Linked DNA regions of Mus musculus: region 2 is linked to region 1. Evidence: chromatin contacts called from public promoter capture Hi-C data. All regions are on one chromosome and are shown on one strand. The core of a region is the stretch at or near the end of the contact, and the rest is flanking DNA. Distances in the headings are between cores, read along the strand shown. Region 1 overlaps A830035A12Rik (a long non-coding RNA gene). Region 2 overlaps Helz (helicase with zinc finger domain).

Region 1 (4,719 bases), core at 387-2,886:
ACTCACTCACGTCCTATTGTTATGGTGCAGAGGAGGTCTGGCGACCCGCTGTGCAAAACTGGTCACAAGGCTTTTGTGTCAGTAATTTTGTTTGCATTTGTTTTCTTTCTTTTCTTCTTCTTTTTCTTTTCTTTTCAAAATTTTTGGCTGGGAGACGACTCCTTGGGTAAAGAAAGCATTTGTGGCATACTTGTGAGGACCTGGGTTCAGATCTCCAGTGCCCATAAATATAAAGTTGAACATGGCTGTCCTCTGAAATCCCACATTTTAGGAAGATTCCCAGAGCTTTCTGGTCACCTACTTTAGCTGAATTAGTAAATCCAGGGTTTAGGGAGAAACCTTGTTGCCAAAAAGTAACTGGAGGGCAATAGAGGAAGGCCCTGAGCATCAGCCTCCGCCTCTGCCTCCCCCTCCCAAGGCTCTCATCCATGTGTGTCCTACATGAACACATCCACACAAAAAGGTTCACACCCCACCCACCCACTCTCACACGAACTAATTATTTGTGTTTGTTTGTTTGTTTTTTAATATCCTGCTTTGCCAACTTGGTCTACATAGACCTACATGGTCCAGAACATCCAGGACTACAGAGAGAGTTCTATCTCAAAAATGCTGGGCTAGAGTGAGATCTTTTAAGAACAGGGGTGAGGGGTAGAGAGATGGTTCGTTGTATAGGCCACTGGCTGCTCTTACAGAGGACCTGGGTTCAGTTCCCAGCACCCACATGGTGTCTTACAACCAAATATAACTCCAATCCCAGCAGGACATCTGATGTCTTTTTCCTGGCCTTCTCTGACAATGAGGCATGTACCTGGCCCTCACACATTCATGCAGCTAAACACCCATACACATTAAAAAAATAAACATAAAGCCGGGCGTGGTGACGCACACCTTTAATCCCAGCACTTGGGAGGCAGAAGCAGGCAGATTTCTGAGTTCGAGGCCAGCCTGGTCTACAGAGTGAGTTCCAGGACAGCCAGGGCTATACAGAGAAACCATGTCTCAAAAAACAAAAAAACAAAAAACAAAAAACAAAAAAAACAAAAACAAAAACATAAACAAGGACAGGCGAGATAGTGAAATGGCACTGAATAAGGGCACTTGTTGCACACACACACACATATGCAGGCACACGTTGTCGTTTGTATTCTTGAATTTTTTGAAACCAGGTCCCACCATGTAACCCCGTTTGCTTTGAACTTGCTATCAGACTGGCCTGGAACTCACAGAGCTTTGTTGGCTTCTGCCTTCTTCAGAGAGAGAGAGAGAGCTGGGATTAAAGGTATGTGCCACCACACCTGGCCAGTGTTTTTGTTGTTGTTTTTAAAGACTTTGAATGCCACAACAATTGAGGGAAAGGCTGTTTTATTATTTCTGCCTCACAGGGAGGAAGCTACAGCTGAAAAGCTGAGGACTGGCCTTGGGGAGTGTCGCTCAGATCTGCGGGGACAGCACAAAGCATAGGCTAGGCTTCTGTTTCTGATGCCAAGGTTTCAGGTCCAGGTCTGGAAACCTGCTCCAGACTTGTTCTGGGAGGGATGGATGGCGCCTTGGAGTCAGCTGCGTCCTATCTGACAGTTCTGCGGCCTCCATTTCCTTCCTGCACTGCTGATTCAAGACCCCAGGAAGCCTGGCTTCCTGTCGGGGACAGCTAGAGGGCAGGCTGCAGAGATGCAGACTCAGCAGTACAGGGTTGTGGGAGCAAAAGCCTGCAGTGGGTTGGAGGCAGCTGTGTGCACATACGCACCACACACGTGCTGTGCACACATACACTGTGACACACCCACATACTAAGCACATACAGATATACAGTGAGCACCCTGAACATAGGCATGCAATGCTCCATAAACAAGTACACAAGAAATACATATAGGTACACAGACAGACAGACAGACACACCTGAGTCACAGAGAGAAGGGCTTTGGTAATAGACACAAAGAAGAACCTGAAAGCAAGAAACAGGAACCGTGGGTAGGTTAAGGCACAGCAAAAATTCTGTAAATTCTTGCTTCATGATTTCTGTCTCAGTGGGCAAAGAGAAAAATCTTTTTGTTTCTGAAACATATCTTCTGAGTTTAAAAATGTTTGCCAGGCGTGGTGGTGCATGCCTTTAATCCCAGCACTCAGGAGGCAGAGGCAGGCAGATTTCTGAGTTCGAGGCCAGCCTGGTCTACAAAGTGAGTGCCAAGACAGCCAGGACTACACAGAGAAACCCTGTCTCAAAAAAAAAAAAAGTTTAAATTGAACTGGGGGTGGGGGGTGGCGCACACCTTTAATCCCAGCACTTGGGAGGCAGAGGCAGATGGATTTCTCAGTTCGAGGCCAGCCTAGTCTACAGAGACAGCTAGGGCTACACAGAGAAACCCTGGATCGAAAAGAAAAAAAAAAAGAAAGAGAGAGAGAGAGAGATAAAAGTCCAGCTTTTATGGTTGCAGGTTTTGTTTGTTTGTTTTTGATTGTTTTGAGCCCAGACTGGTCTCGAACACTGGTCTCGAACTCCCGAACCTCCTGCATTCATCTTTGAAGTGCCAGAATGTGCAAGGCATGTGCTAGGAAGACGCAAAATTAGGAATTTCACTTAACTAAGGTAATGTACAGTTGGAGGAGATATTTTTCCCATTCTTAGGATACTGTGTTGACCTCCTGATGCTGTCCTCTGCCCTCCCGAGGATTTTCAGATTCATGATGTCTCACTTATTAACTGTTGGTCTTAGCGCCTGAGCTATGGATGCTCTGTTCAGGAAGTGATCATCTTTTACAATGAGTTCAAGAGCCCTGACATTATTAATGATATTCTGCAAACAGGAGCCTAGCATAACTGACCTTTGAGAGGTTTCACCCAGCCACCAATAAAAACAGATGCAGAGACTCACAGCCAAATACTAGATAGAGTTAGTAGCAAAGAGAAAATCCTTTTGTTTCTTAAACACATCTTCTGGCCGGGTGGTGGTGGCACAAGCCTTTAATCCTAGCACTTGGGAGGCAGAGGCAGGTGGATTTGTGAGTTCGAGGCCAGCCTGGTCTACAGAGTGAGTTCCAGGACAGTCAGGGCTATACAGAAAAACCCTGCCTCAAAAAACAAACAAACAAAAAACCCCAAAAACAAAACAAAAAAAACAACCAACCAACCAACCAACCAAACAAACAAAAAAACCCATATCTTCTGAGTTTAAAAATGTTTAAATTGAGATAAATTTCTTGAGTTTAAAAATGTTTAAATTGAGATGAAATTCCAGCTTTTATTGTTGCATGTTTTGTTTTTGTTTGTTTTGAGCCTAGGCTGGTCTTGAACTCCCGATCCTCCTGCCTTCATCTTTGAAGTGCCAGAATGTGTGCCAGGTATGTGTTATTACCAAGACTCAAATTTAGGAATTTCACTTAATTAACTAAGGCATGTACTACCTGACAAAAAATTAGGAATTTCACTTAACTAACTAAGTAATCTCTTGCAATGCTAGGGGTTGAACCTGGCTAATTTTAGGCTGGGCACATGCCATTGACCAGGGAAATAGAGGCAGGCCGGCTAGTGAGTTCAAGGCCAGCCTGGTCTACATAGTGAGTTCCAGGCCAGCCAGCTTTACAAGTAAAGACTCTGTCTTGAGACAAGAACACTTAGCTATTGTCAATGTTGCTGCTCAGCAGTATTTAGGGCACACCCACAGTCATCAGAGCACAACTATCACTCCTATCAAATTCTGAAACACTCTTATCACCGCAGGGAAGGTCCTGTTCCCATCCAGCAGGGCTGCCTCCTCCCTGCCCCAGCCCCCGCTACCACAGTGACTTTTTTTTCTGGCTCTTTTCATATTTTAATGACGATGCGCCTTTTAATCATTTAAATTGTATTATTTAGTTAGAATAATAATCTTGGAAAAGAGGTGTTCACTTCAGAATGCACAGTAGGGTTCCAGGAATATTTTGTTAGGATGTAACAAAGTTAAAAATCACACCAAACCCTGGCCACAACTTAACCTGTGTCCAGGTGGGAGACACAATGACTGGAAACTGGCTTCACTCAGTACACTGGCCTAGCTCCAGGGTCTTCATGGCTTCCTCCAACTTCAGCATTCCTCTTTGCTGGTGCAGGCGGTACCTCTCAGCCATGGACTGAAACATCCATTTAGCCCGAACCTTGTTGTTTTGAGAGCCATAAATTAAGACCTCGGTAAGTTCTTAGGAAGATTCCAGATTCTTCAGCTCAAATATGGCTTGGCTCACCTGCCTGATGTGAGGCATTCGAGATCCCTGTGGGCCAAACAGAGATTTTAGCACCAGTGACTGAACCTGGACTTCTGGATCTTTCAGGTCTTCAGGAACTTTCACCCACGGGGGGGGAGGGGGGGCGGCGGAGGGGGGTGTCTTTGTGGGTCACGAGGGTTCCCATCATAATTCCTGACAAGGAGCCAGACTTCAGGGAAGGCTAGATCAGGCTTTACCCTCCATGGCCCACAGCTCCTGGTTCAGGAAGTTTAGCACCTGTCCCACAGTGACTTCTTAAGATAGCAGCCTCTCCTGACTGCTCTGGGGCTGGCTCCTTACAAACTGCTTCTTTCTCTCCAGCCAGACTGAGGTGCCCTCCTGGTGAGAGGCAGGAGAGAGCCGACCTTGCTTACAGTAGGTCTTTTACTGCATTAGGGAGGTATCTCATCTCACAGATCATCTTCCTTCCCCCCCCCCACCCCCGCCCCCCGCCCCCGCCCCCAGAACAGTAATCTGTTA
Region 2 (5,001 bases), core at 670-3,169, 150 kb after region 1:
GTCCTCTGATCTTGGCCTCTCACCCTTGGATTGCAGGCATACACCCCCAAACCAGGCAATGGTGAAATGTGAATTAAACATCTTTCTTTGAGACAGGATCTCAGTGTGAGTTTGAGATGGCCTTGAAGCAGAAATTGTCCTTCTGAGCTCCGGGATTACAGGCTTGAGCCACCACAGCTGGCTGACATGTTCTGATGTAATCTTCCAGGGAGTCAAAGCAAACCCTAGTTCTGTGAGGACGAGGCCTCCTCTGCCCCCCGCAGACAGGGCTTACTTTCAAGGCTGCCACAGGGCTGAAGAACAGAGAGTACGACCTTTACCACAGAACGTGTTGTTTTTATGAAATAAATTCTCTGGTTTTTCTTGACTAAATATTCTCATTGAAGCTGCAAGCTTTTAGTTTCTTAGCTCAAAGAGTTGTTTGATGCATTTGAGTGTTGTTTGTTTTTTTAAAGATTTATTTATTTACGATATGTAAGTACACTGTAGTTGTCTTCAGACACACCAGAAGAGGGCATCAGATCTTGTTATGGATGGTTGTAAGCCACCATGTGGTTGCTGGGATTTGAACTCAGGACCTTTGGAAGAGCAGTCAGTGTTCTTAACCGCTGAGCCATCTCTCCAGCCCCCGTGTTTGTTGTTTTTAAGGAGAAGGACTGAGCTGCTTTCCCAGTCCCAAGTGTGGCCACACCTCTCTTGCTGGGTGCATACCTAACACCGGTGTGAGGACCATGTCCCAGTTCTCATGGGCGTCACAGTGTATATTTTGCAAGTAACTCTTCATACTGAGTAAATCTGCTTGAATCACTGATCTTCTTAAGTTGTCCATGGTTTTGGAGTTTAAGTTCTTTATTCTCTGATGTTTTCAGCGATGGTCTCTTTGTGTCACTGTGAGTATATAAATAGGTGTCTTCATTTGTCACTGACTTCGTTCACTTTGCAAAAACACTTGGTCATCTTGCTTCTTACACTGGGTTCGTGAGCGATGACTAAGTTGCAGCAATTGAAGAAATTCTTTGACAGGCCAAACATTATTTTTACCACATTGTGGATTTTTGACATTTTCAATGTATTAGGGTAATTTCTGTGTGTTCAAAGTGATTTTGCATGAATCATCTCCCACAGTGAATGGCATATGCTCTCACTGTTTATTTCCAACCATTTAAAGCAATTTCTTTAACTTTAACAATTCAAAGAAAGTTGTTTTTTTTTCCCCTACTGTGGATTCTTTTGTTGCCAGAAACCTTGGCAGATTAATCTCAGGGGATGAAAGTGCTCACCCTAACCGCTTACCTTGAGTGCAGATTTGTCCTTGTCCCTGCACTAGTTGGAGCCCCACCGCTAACTAGACCTAGCGTTCTTGTCAAACAACAGAGTCTTCACCTAGCGTTGCGTTGTGCTCCTGTTTCAGTGAAGAGCAAATGCAGTCCGCAGAGCTCTGGTCTTAGCTGGCTGCCTCCCAGGGCTCGGGATGTGGTGACTTTTGGGTGCCGTTGAAAGTTTTCCCAGGCTGGAGACATGGCTAGTGTTAAGGGCACTTACTGCTCTTACAGAGGACCAGGGTCCCAGCACCCACTGTGGCTCACAACTGCCTACAACTCCAGCCCCAGAGGACCAGACGCCCTCCCGGCCTCTGCAGGCTCCTGCATGCACATAGAGCACATGTGTTCATGCAGGCTTACACATACATGTACACAGAACGATTGCTCTTGAAGGCTGATTTTGATATGTGTGAAAATGTTCATTTTGCATGATGACTGATAGTCTCACCTCTGAGGAAGCCACTCTCCAGGGTATCCTGTAGTGAAGTCACTTTCCGGACTTGGTGCTTGTTTTCCTCCTGCAGTCTCTGTTCTGTACCCGAGTGACACTCTCAATTCAGACGAGGCTTAATGCTGTGACTGTGAACCTGGAGGTAGTGTGACGTCCCTCTTCCTCTTCCTGTTTCTATATTGTGTGGAAGAGGAGGCGAGACTGTTTTAAGACTTTCCTACTAGAAGTTTAGAATATCATTGTCAATTCTTTCTCTTCCTTATATACCTCTAAAACCTCCTTTAGATTTCTATTTGAAGTATATTAAACGTATAGCTTAAATTGGAAGGACTTTTTCCCTGAAGTGCTTTGGGTTGCTCCTTTAGGGAACAGTGTGCTCTCCCATGTGTTGGTTGTTCTCCCTCTCTCCGCTCTCGACCGTTCGTTTTGTGTGTTTCTCTTTAAAATCTTCCGTGTTGTCAGTTCTGGTTCCTTGGGATGCTGTTTTGTCTCATGCTCTGCTCATTGTTGTAGTGCAAGCTTCTCCCATTATACCTCCCAGGCGTTTCATTGTGAAAACAAATCCTCATTCTCCTTAAGTGGCCGTAGATTTGTCAAGTTAAGAACTTCCGTTTCCCGCAGCCTGGCAGTGCTGACACTGGCACAAAGCGCGCTTCTCCGTCTCAGATGCGCTTCACTCTGAAATAGTCTGATTAAAGAAATAAATGGAGAAAATGAAAAATCCTCTTCAGATTGTCACTGTACCAATAAGAACTGGTTTCTGAAATTGCACATTTTTGTTTGCAGTGATGATATTATCATAGCAGCCTCCTTAGAGAATTGGCTCCCTCCCGGCTAGGGGTGTGGCTGGTAGTGGAGAGACTGCTCACTCAGTCTTCTGGTCCCGGGGAGGGGCGGGGGGTGGGGGGTGGGGAGGTGGGGGGGTGGCACAGCGGTGCTCCCGGCTGCTCATTCTGGTTGGTGGTCAGTCAGTCAGCGTTAAAGAGGACTGTGCCTCTGTTGTGGCCCTGCCTTGGAATACTTCCTGTTTTAGGTCCCGGCTGTTGAACAGTTTGCTTATTTTCATGTTTCTCTCTAGCACCTGTGGTTTCGGCATTAGTTAGTTTGGATTTCACTGTGTTCTCCAGCCATGCTTGCTCCTGAGTTCCCCTTCAGAGCCAAGTGTTATGCTGGAGGGCTGTCATCCTGACCAAGGGCTGGGAGATTTCACCTCTCCTCCCTGTAGATGTACATATTGATGGCTTGTGATTTGTGTTGTGTAACCAGCTGGAGATAATTGTCTTCTTACCTCAGTAAAAGGTGGTGCCTGAAAAACCTCCTAGAACAAGACATAGTCATCAACAGATCAGTAAGCTAGAGCGCTCTTCGTGCCTAATTGTCAAAGCTAATCACTGAGATGAGCCATTGGGCCTTAATTAAAGCCCCTGGCACCATAATGTGAGCTGGGATCCCACTAGAGCACTCAGTCTTACCTTGGTGATTGGCCTTGGGGCATAATTATAAATATAGAAGTTTTTATTACTATGCTAACCTTTCCTCCAGTCATTTATTTATATGCATTCATATGAAAGAATTTGCTGACCTTAACATTACAGATAGGTCTTAGACTAGTAAGCAAGCTGGGAATTTTACTTAAATTGCCAACTATATTAATATAAATTTGTACACAAATTTAGTAACTTTCTTACGTATAGTTCATATTAACTATAGTTCACACATTCATGTTTTTGAAATATTAGTATTACAGCTTAGTATTTATAAAGAAGTACTAGCCCTAAAATTTTAAAGTAACAATCACGTTTGGTGACATAATGATGTCATAGTTCAACAGGGAGAATTTTTTAAAAAGTGTTTTTATTTTGTGTTTGTGAATGGTTGCCTGTGGGTGTGTGTATGTGTACCATGTGTGTGCCTAGTGCCTAAGGAAGCCACAAGAGGGTGTTGGTTCCCTGGAACTGAGCTGTGAATAGTTGTGAGCTGCAGTGTGGATGCTAGGAACTGAACCCTGTTCTGCAACAGGGTTCCCTGAGAGCACTTATTTTAACCCCTTGTTTACCACTTATTTTAACCCCTTGTTTACCGTCATCATTATTGAGTAGTAGGGATTAAAGCTAGACCCTCATGCATACTAGACCAAGCGCTGCTTCCTGAGCTATAGCTCAGCTGTGTTTTCACTTTAAAATAGAGTCTTACCAAGTCATGCAGGCCAGCCATGGGCTTGGTGTCCATAGCCAAGTTGGACTTGAACTTTCCATCCTCCTGCCTCAGCCTCATGAATAACTGGGGTAACAGACTTGTACCGACAGACCTGGCAATTCATTCTTTTCCTTTTTTTTTTTTTTTATTGCATGTATTTTATTTGTGTGTGTTTGTGTGGGGGTATGGGGGTGAAAGAGAGATTTTAGGTCAGAGGAGAGCCCGCTGGAGTCATCCTCTGTGTTGTCAGGCTGGCCAGCAAGCTTTACACTGAGCCATCTCAGCAGCTCCTGGGAACTTAGTTTTAAAGGAGACTGAGGCACAAAGATGTTGATCTTATCTGGGGTCGTCATTAATGAAGTGGAGGCTCGTGCTTGGCAGGAAAGTGTAGGGGACAAGGAGTAACTACAGCTCTCATGATGCTGGGGCAAAGCACATGTTCCTGGGACAAAGAGTTACATTTTTAGCCATCTAAAATTTCCCCTTGTTGTGGGAGTGGAAGGAGCAATTCTTCCATTCTGGAAATCTATCTCATTCTAACTGCTGAATGTTCGGATTTTCAGATGACGAACTCTGAGCCCTCAAATCTCCGAAATTAACAATAAGCAATTCATTTTCCAGTACTAAGAGCTGAGCGAAAGTTCTCGGATGCTCTTCTTTTGAAAAGCTGAAAATCTTAATTGTGGTCATTTTGATCCTTCAGAGAGAAAGCTCATTGCTCCAAGTTGAAGGTTCTTCTGAATTGTTTCATATCCTGCTCAAACTGGCTCTGTCTTCTTGTAAGAGGTGGCTGGATGGTCCAACTGTCCACACTAAGGATGAGTTAAGAAGTTGAGGCAGCCCAGAGTGCCACAGTAATGCAGACAGACTTCTCTCAGCTGTAGTGTTGCCTTGGTTCTAGTGTCTCCTCCGTGACTCACTGTTTGGGTGTAGGAAAACACGGTGGGCAGACTCCCAAGTGTCCTTTCCTGAGAGGGGCTTCTTGCACGGGGCGTCTCTTCATGTGGAGCCGAGCTGACGAGTGCTCTGGTC

What was found. Capture Hi-C pulls out chosen DNA fragments and counts their contacts.
Region 2: a promoter capture Hi-C map of adipose tissue shows a contact between it and region 1. The contact joins two enhancer-like sites. A contact is called at or near these places in 5 of 484 Hi-C or Micro-C datasets (Th1 cells, embryonic stem cells, group 2 innate lymphoid cells and 1 more), 3 of 115 datasets of contacts at active chromatin or transcription factors (all in embryonic stem cells) and 2 of 9 other capture datasets (adipose tissue and liver).

What each region holds. Positions count from the first base shown.
Region 1 is chr11:107,527,920-107,532,638 of GRCm38.p6, forward strand. It overlaps A830035A12Rik (a long non-coding RNA gene), which reads right to left. Exons shown (of 3, transcript XR_001780123.1): 2 at 3,973-4,245. Among named protein-coding and RNA genes, the nearest start is that of A830035A12Rik, 3.9 kb to the right of the region's middle. Within about 2 kb of position 1,637, at least 69 of the 459 cell types and tissues checked have an H3K27ac peak or open chromatin away from gene starts, as enhancers often do. A contact at or near this core is called in Th1 cells and adipose tissue, where this site is marked.
Region 2 is chr11:107,674,007-107,679,007 of GRCm38.p6, forward strand. All of the region lies in intron 31 of Helz (helicase with zinc finger domain), which reads left to right. Among named protein-coding and RNA genes, the nearest start is that of Mir6932, 39 kb to the left of the region's middle. Within about 2 kb of position 1,920, at least 35 of the 459 cell types and tissues checked have an H3K27ac peak or open chromatin away from gene starts, as enhancers often do. A contact at or near this core is called in Th1 cells and adipose tissue, where this site is marked.